Regions from separate parts of the Gossypium hirsutum genome. Here regions 1 and 3 are each linked to region 2. Evidence: chromatin contacts called from public Hi-C data. All regions are on one chromosome and are shown on one strand. The core of a region is the stretch at or near the end of the contact, and the rest is flanking DNA. Distances in the headings are between cores, read along the strand shown.

The links. Hi-C and Micro-C count contacts between places; a contact is called where the count stands out from the background.
Region 1: a contact with region 2 is called in a Hi-C map of leaf, with 8 times the contacts expected there. The contact joins the promoter of LOC121202989 here to the promoter of LOC107952364 in region 2. A contact is called at or near these places in 3 of 34 Hi-C or Micro-C datasets (leaf and petal).
Region 3: a contact with region 2 is called in a Hi-C map of leaf, with 7 times the contacts expected there. The contact joins the promoter of LOC107952708 here to the promoter of LOC107952364 in region 2. A contact is called at or near these places in 8 of 34 Hi-C or Micro-C datasets (callus, hypocotyl, leaf and 1 more).

Annotation. Positions count from the first base shown.
Region 1 is chrA08:63,724,377-63,727,470 of Gossypium_hirsutum_v2.1, forward strand. LOC121202989 (remorin) reads left to right here and starts at 1,290. Exons shown (of 5, transcript XM_016847004.2): 1 at 1,290-1,677; 2 at 1,774-1,824; 3 at 1,915-2,002; 4 at 2,142-2,223; 5 at 2,313-2,740. The coding sequence starts at 1,518. The coding sequence ends at 2,507.
Region 2 is chrA08:63,592,764-63,595,463 of Gossypium_hirsutum_v2.1, forward strand. It overlaps LOC107952364 (transmembrane ascorbate ferrireductase 1), which reads left to right and starts at 1,370. Exons shown (of 4, transcript XM_016887626.2): 1 at 1,370-1,743. The coding sequence starts at 1,600.
Region 3 is chrA08:63,767,924-63,770,874 of Gossypium_hirsutum_v2.1, forward strand. LOC107952708 (transcription factor LAF1) reads right to left here and starts at 1,495. Exons shown (of 3, transcript XM_016887871.2): 1 at 1,260-1,495; 2 at 782-911; 3 at 15-683. The coding sequence starts at 1,395. The coding sequence ends at 200.

The DNA of each region.
Region 1 (3,094 bases), core at 40-2,539, 130 kb after region 2:
TTGACTAACATTCTCAACAGGCTCTAAGTCTACTAACTCAGCAAATAACTCAATTGGTTAGGGTTCTCACTCCCAGTCGACCACCATATTTCCATCATAGTGCCTAAGTCATCATTATCTAATAGTTGCATCTCATAAATTTGAACGGATCTATAGAGATTGGAAACTTGTAAAATAATCTGAACATTGCCCTTCCACAATAGATAGCTATTTTCGCACTGATATTCTTTTTCATTTCTACCAGCTTCACATTTTTTTTTTGAATTGCAACCCTATCTTTGTCGACATTGAAATACACAACCAACATCACATTCTACAATTTTACCATAAAAAAGAACGTACACCAAAAACACCTCATTATTCATATTCAACAGAATTTTTGAATTCTTCTACTAAACACAACAATTTCACCATTCAATATATGCTAGAGAACGGGGCTATACAAAATGGCTCCACTAAAATAAAATATTAAATATTTATATTAAAAAAATAAAAAAATTACACTTGTAATAAAGTGAGATCCATTTAGAATGGCTCCACCAAATTAAATATTAAATTTTAAAAATTTAAATATAATTTAAAAAAGAATTTGAATATCTTTAAAAATAATTTTAGAAAATTATATTTAAAATTAAAAAATATTTAAAATATTATTCAACAAATAATAAATTTGAAAAGTCATATCTTTAAAAATAATTATTTTAAATGTTTTATAATATTAAAAAATTATATTTAAAATTGAAAAAATAATATTTAAATTTTAAAAAATATATTTAAAATTAAAAAAATACTCACATTTTATAAAACCAATAATAAACAAATAAATAAATGACAAATAAAAAACCTTAAAAAAAAGGAAAAAGGATAAAGAATTAGAAAAAGTAACGTGGATGAAAAAAATAAAAAATTAATCTGTTTTAATAAGCAAATAGGCAAATAGGTAGATAGGCTATTATCTTGGAATTTGGTGGCGCCAATTTATTTGGCTCTATCAGAAAAAAGTAAATTTTCTTAAATCATCATATTTTCGAAAATCAAAGTATTTCCTTAGTATTTATATAAGTAGTGCTATTCTATATAGTTTCACAAAAAAATTAATTTTTTAATACAGATTGTTGACGCGGTTGGTGGCCCAAAACACTTTAGTTCCACCAATTTTTACTATAAAATTTGAGTTATTTTCGTATTTTATAAAAAAATAAATTATTTAAGTAATTAATTATTTTTTAGGTTATTTTTATAAAAAAGCCTAAAAAATTTAAATATTAATATTTTAACATGAATTTATTAGATTTCACATCCTGAAAAATAAGGAAGGTAAAAGCAGCAAGTTTAGAGTCGCTTTCTGCCAACTCATAAGTTACCCAGTAGTACCTACAATACAGCTCAGTCAGTCAATGGAAGAAGCTACAGTTAAAGTCTGTTCTCTGCCCCCCAACCCCAACCTAACTATAATATCTCAACCACCTCTTTTTCTTCACTTTCAGTTTTAAATTCTCTTTTTTGTGCACGCCCACATGGCAGATGTCGAAGAACCCAAGAAGCTTGAATCCGAAATCCCCTCCGACCCTCCGCCGCCACCCACCGAAGCCGCCGTGGAAAAATCCGTGACTCCACCTCCTCCTACTGAAGAAAAGCCCGCCGACTCTACGGAAAAGCCTCCCGAACCCATCGAAAGTATATATCTATATATCCCTTCTTTTTCCGTTTCAGCTCTGCTTCTGCTTCTGCGTGTTTCATTTTTTCTAATAATAAAAATTTGATGATATGCAGAGGCGGCAGAGTCGACGGAGAAGAAAAGCACGGAGGTGTCTGTTGATCGAGGTAATTTCGTTTCTCCATCTTGCGTTTCACAAAATCTTAGTATTTAGAATATGATTAAATTGAAAATTTCCCCCGGCTGTCTTTCTCCAGATGCTGTGCTTGCTAGAGTTGCGACTGAGAAGCGAATTTCACTAATCAACGCTTGGGAAGAAAGTGAAAAAAGCAAAGCTGAGAACAAGTATCAACTTTCTTCCCCTTGCCTTATTGTGAAAATTATAGGAAAACTGATATAAAAATGATTGCATACCATAACCATGCAATTAAATTATGTTTTCTGGCTGCTTTCTTACTCAAAGCTTATTGATATGGTTGAGCAGAGCACAGAAGAAGCTTTCTTCTATTGCGGCTTGGGAGAATACCAAGAAAGCAGCTATAGAGGCTGAGCTAAAAAGGATTGAGGTATTAATTTAATCAAGCATCCTTGGATGAAGATGATTATTATTATTATTGTTATTGAGTGTTGAGTGTTGAATTATATATATGAGCAGGAAAAGTTAGACAAGCAGAAGGCCGAGTATGTGGAAAAAATGAAAAACAAGGCAGCCTTAATCCACAAGGAAGCAGAAGAGAAGAAGGCAATCGTTGAAGCTAAGCGAGGGGAGGATGTTCTCAAAGCGGAGGAGTTGGCGGCAAAGTACCGTGCCACCGGAACCACTCCGAACAAGACCCTTGGTTGTTGTTGAGGATGAAATCATTAGAAAATGGGGTCATTTTATTCTCTTAGAGTTCATTTAAAAATATGTTTGTTTGAGTTTTAATATGGTGAAAGCATTAACCATTGTTCTGTGTGTATGTATTTCTGTGTGTAATTGTGTATATAATAGCATTAAGTAAAAAATTGGTTATTGAATTTGTTAGAAGCAAATTTTTGATGTAATAATGTTGAAGCATGAAGGTAATAGTTTGAAGTGGTCAATCTTAGAACGTTATATAAGTTTTATATTGGTCTTGAAGACATAGCTTAACAAGTAATATTATTATTATTATTATTATTATTATTATAATATAAATTGCTCTGTCCATGACAATTGGGAAACCCCTACTGGCTTATATGCATTGCAAAGTTATTCATGATGCAAAATGCAGTCACTTATTATATAGGAAACTCCTTTTCAGAGCTTTAATAGCCAAGACATTCTATTCTTTGGACGGTGATATTTGCTAAAACTAACAAAGAAAGCAACAAGAAGCACAACGAGCTTCAGAAATTTCACTTTCTCTTTCCTGCCAAATAAGACGCTATAGGAATGTGGTGATTTCATTTCTGCTC
Region 2 (2,700 bases), core at 120-2,619:
ATTAATTTAGCCCCTATATTTTTTATACTTTATAATTTTTCACGGGATAAGTCATGGTATTAAGTGTGATGACATGAGACTTTAATATTGTGCCTCATTATAACCTAATAATTAAAAGTAAATTAATATAAAATATAAACAAGATAAAAATTATTAAATCTATAAACAATCTAAAATTCAAGAAATATATAAAAATTTTATAGAATTATAAAAATTATATTTACCAAATAAATATATCCACTTTATTTCTTCTTCAAAGTAAAAAAAAAAAAGGAAATTACTTTTTAAGATATGAGACTTTAAACCTATCCTAAAGAAAATCATAGCAATAGTTGTTAAAAAAAAAACTTTCTAGAATAAGTAAAAATACATAAAATTTTAAAATTTGCCTTTATTGTTGTGGTAAGTGCCGTCTAGAGCTTATTTCAGCATGGAAGCATTTTCTAGCTTTTGGGAACTCTCTACAGCTTCTGAGTGGGGAACAGATATTGGTTTATTTATTTTAATCCTCCTTTTTCTCGGGGCAAGAAAATTCAATAAACAAATTTGATATTTGGAAAATGGTTTTTTAAACAAAGAAAAGGGTTAGGAATGTGAGATCATATTTGAAGGAAGTGGAAGAAATGGGCTTTATCCAGTAATATTGTAACTGAGAAAGGTTGACAAAAATCCTCCAGTGACCTAAATCTGTTATTGCCATTTAAACTTCTCTGATTGGTTTGGTATTGCAATTTGTTTCATTTTGGTGATATCATGCATGACTTCACCTCTCAATGGGACTACTCCTTTTGTTTGTTTGTTTGCTTCTCAATATGAACTAAATTTAAAGTAAAAAGAAATTAAATAGATAAATGTATTAGATTAATAATAAAAGAATGCAAATCAAATTATTTATTATTATTTTCTTTTGTAGCACGTCAAAAAAAGTTTTCATATTAGTGAATACAATCTATATTGTAATTTTTTTAATTAAATTAATATCAGTTAATTTGTGACATTAATTTAATTATACACTTAAATAATAGTATATATAGAAATATAGAACACAAAGTGAGTAAAAAATATTCTAATATTTTAATTCGATGAAAAGTCTAAGATATTTTATATTTTAAGTTTACAGTTTAAAGTTGTTTTATTATTATTATTATTATTAATTTTTATATAAAGGCATGAAAATATAGGAATTCCTCGTAATGGTATATATTAATAGTTTAAAATAAAATTTTTAAATAGAAAATACAAATTTAATTAATAATAATAAGTGGGATAGATGTTGGGGGTTTGGATAATTTTTTGTTTTTTTTCAAATGGATAATCCCTTATTTGTACCATATTAAAAAAGGACAAAAGTAGGTTGGTATCCTATGGAGACTGAAATGAAGCACGTGGCGCGACGGCATCCGCTGGGAGAGAGACTAAACTGTAACAAAAATGTAGAATTCAAACATCTTGATATCCACGTCGCATAAATCAGGATGCAACAAAGATCTCCATCCAACGGTTCAAAAATCTCGGAACAACTAGGTAGGAGCCAATTATGATAAGGAAGTCTTTACTTCTTCTGCTCTGCAGTATTTTGCTGGAAAGAATAGAGCGAACATGGCGATAGGAGTTAAGGCCTTGCACTTGTCCTTTGTGCCTCATGCCCTCGCGATTGCCGGCGCTGTTATGGTATTGGTTTGGTGCATTCACTTCAGGGGTGGATTAGCTTGGGAATCTTCTAACAAAAATCTCATCTTTAATGTAAGTGTTTTCCTTTCTGCTCTTGGGATTCCTCAAAATCTTGTTTCCTTTTCATGGCTTCAACTGCAACTTTGTTTGGTTTCTGTTTCTCCCCTCCGATTATTATCACATAACAGTTCCTTTTGGTTGAAATTGGATGGTGTTAAAATCTTCCATCACCAAATTATTCGTATAATCTTAAACTCAGGCACTAAACTAATGATGAAGAAGACTTCTTTTGGGGGTTCCGCTGTTGTTTGATTCCTTGAATTTTATTACAATTTCATGTTCGATTATCCCTTTTTTCCCCCTTGCTATAGTTTTGGGTTTGGGTGCCCCTTAATTATTAGAATTTGATGGTGGCTGGTCAACCTTCATATGGTGGCGGTGGTTAGCCATGTACCATGGAATATAGTAACCTACCTACTTACCCTTCATTATAATATATTATATGGTCAAGCATCTACATTGTTTTCTCCCATCCTTGTTAGTATTTTTATCCCCTGTTCCTTCTGCCATTTTCCGTATCAAAAACTTGTCTAACATGGTTAAGGTTTCTAGGAGGAAGGAGAATGAGGGACTTGAACCTATTCATGCTAACTGAATTATTTTATAGAGTATTTGTTTCTGATATCGGTGATCAATAAAATATTCAAATATGAAACATAGGAAGCATACTTGTACCTAACAATATACATATTTCTTACTATATGTTGGAGATGGTGTCCATTAACTTTCTTTGGATTTAACTAACTAATTGAACCCCAAATTTCGTTGTCACAACTAGTTATCCATTTTCTTGACTGATCGAAGCAATCACTCTCATTTGTAGTGTCCAAGAAAGAAAAACAAATTGTATATTAATGGAATAATTGTGGTTTTAAATCATAATTACTGCATTCCAAAGTTTTATCTCATTCTTTTTGTCTGGATTAATAATGTCTCTTTCATGCTGAATGCTGCATGAAGTTTGACGTC
Region 3 (2,951 bases), core at 245-2,744, 180 kb after region 2:
GAAAATTTCAGAAATATTAAAGTTTTCCTGTTAAACAAAGAAATTGAGAATCTTGAATCCGTACTTTCGATAATAAAAAAAACAAGGTAGCACCCATGGAGATTTGGCCTTATATGTACACTCCCTCATTATTCATACTGAAATCACTAATATGTTTTGAACAAAAAAAAGAAAGAAAGGATGAGTACATCTGTCTTTATTATTCCCACCCAGAACCAATAAAGTCGTTCCCTGAAATCTGGAATTCAAACTTGAACAATTGGTTTACTGATGCATCGTTTAGCAGATCCTGAAGACCAGTGCCAAATCCTCCCTCATTGAATACAAAACCATTCATGAAAGGATCCTCGAAGCTGGAAGCTGAAGCTTGATTATATCCATCAGAGTAAGCTGCTGGCTTACTTCCACCTTCTTTATCAAGCGATAGCCACTCTGCGAATAAAAGCTTCGGCAGTGGGCTTCGTTGGGGCAAGTCAAAATGCATTGGAACAGTTTGATCAGTAACAAAGCTTGCCGATTGGTCCGTAAGGTTTTGAGGCAGCACACTAGATTCTGAGGTTGAAGATGTGTGTTGAGCTTCCAAATTTTCAACTTTTACGATCCTTTTCTTCAGATAAGAATGCCAGTAGTTCTTAATCTCATTATCTGTTCTTCCAGGCAAACTTTGTGCAATTTGGGACCATCTATTCAATAAAAAGATCAGACATCTTCATTAGTTCCTTGTAAAACTGAGGATATATATATATAATAATTCTTCACAATTAATGACAAGTGTACGTACTTGTTGCCTAACAAATGATGAAGGGAGAGGATAACGTCGTCCTCTTGGGGAGTAAACATCCCTCGTTTTAATCCAGGCCTCAAGTAATTAATCCACCTTAGTCTGCAGCTCTTCCCATTCCTCTGCAATCCTGGATATCCATGCATCTATCATATTAATTCATACCCTATTTTCGTCATTTCACTCATCATCACTCTCTCTCACTTCCACTTTACAGGGACAGTGTACGATGAAAGAAACAGTCGCTGTCTTTAACTAAAGAAATTTCTTGAATATTTTGGACTGACACTGACTGCCAAACCAAAGTAGAAAAAGATTAATCCCATGACCATGACACATAAAATAAATAAGTGTACCATCTTAGGTTCAGATTCATTTGCTAAGGAATGCTTCTAACAAGTCAAATTAATAGTGGTGGTGATAAGCATGAGCTACACAAATATTGCAGGGAAGTTAATACGAATACAAGAAAACAGACCTGCATTGATGGGAACAGAGCTCCAGCAAAGATGGCCATGTTTGAGGACATAGTTTTTGAGCTTTAGGTCTTCTTCAGGTGACCATAACCCCTTCCTATGCTTAGCTTTTGGCTTATCAGATGGCTTGCAACCCATTTCTTGAATTATTACAAAGAAGAGAGAAAGGCAGGGAAGAAGGTTAAGGGCAGTCGGTATGGGAAGCTGCAAAAGCAATAAATACCATCTTATTTGACTTTCTCATACCTAACCTACAACTACAAGGTCTTTAATTAAGGAAAATAAATAAATAGAAGCTATGTATGTATTGTTTGGACCACTTTAAGTCTGAGCTGGTAAAACTAGCTACAAATGCATATGTGTTTTTCTATTACTTCAATAATCTCTACTGATAAATGTAAAACCAAATTTGAATAATTCATTTTGTCCTTAATTAAAATGATTAATTTAATCTTTATATATTACTATGTCAAACTGGAATTATTTTTTATTTGTATAAAATAAGTAAAAGAAAAATTATCATAATTCATAAATGGAATTATTTCCAAAAAAATCTGGTTGTCCTGTGGGATATATTTATAATAATAATTTAAAGGGCAACACCAAATTATAGATTTTCAGTTACAAAATTATCATTTAATTATTCAATTTAAAATTACTAATGTAAAAATGAAAACACCTAAAAGTTTTAATATAGTTGGGTGACAAAAAAGATAAAATTAAATAGTTAAGTGTCCATTTTATAACTTTTCATATTTGAGTAACCAATAAAAAATTTACTAATAATTAAATCATCATTTTGTAACCTTCCATAATTGGGTGATTATTACTATAGTGTAACATAATTCAAAACAAAATATTGTTTTCCTTATGAATTCTAGACCTGCCCATGGGCCAGGACACCTGATCCGAAGGCCCGCCCGAAAAGTGGGAGGGTTTGGGCAAAAATATAGGCCCGAAAAATGGGCATGGACAAAAAAATAAGACTTGTTTTAAAAACGGGTCAGGTCACGGGTAAGACATTTTTGGCCCGAGCCCAGCCCGGCCCGAATTCACTAAATGAAAAAAAAAGCTATTTTTTTTATTTTAATGATATTTTCTTATTGTTTTCTCCTTATTTTGCTATCATTTCACTATTATGTTGCTACATTTTGTTGTTATTATTTAGATATTGTATAACACTTGTTTTATTGTTAATTTTATTATTATTTTAGAGACATTTTCTTGTTAAGTTGCGTCTATCTTAGTATTATTTAAGTATACATATTTTTTAAAATTTATTTTCAATTTTTTAATATTTTAATATTTTTAGTATTTTGATGTATTATATATATATATTTAAAAATTATGTAAAAACTAATATAATATAAAAAAATTAATATGGGCAGGTCGAGTCGGGCCTGGATTTTAGCATTTTTATTCGGGTTGGACTTGGACAAATTTTAGGCCTATTTTTTGGGTTAGACCGAACCCAGACCTAACAAACTGGCATAATTTTTTGCTTGGACCCATCCCGAACCCGACCCGGCCCATGATCACCTCTAATGAATTCATACCAAACACCCTAGGTTTAATAAAAAAAATCTTTCGAAAATATCTGATTATACTCTAAGTTCCGATGAAAAATTTAATAATATCTTTTTTATATTAAAATTTAATAATAATAATATTAAATTATAATATAATAGTTTTTA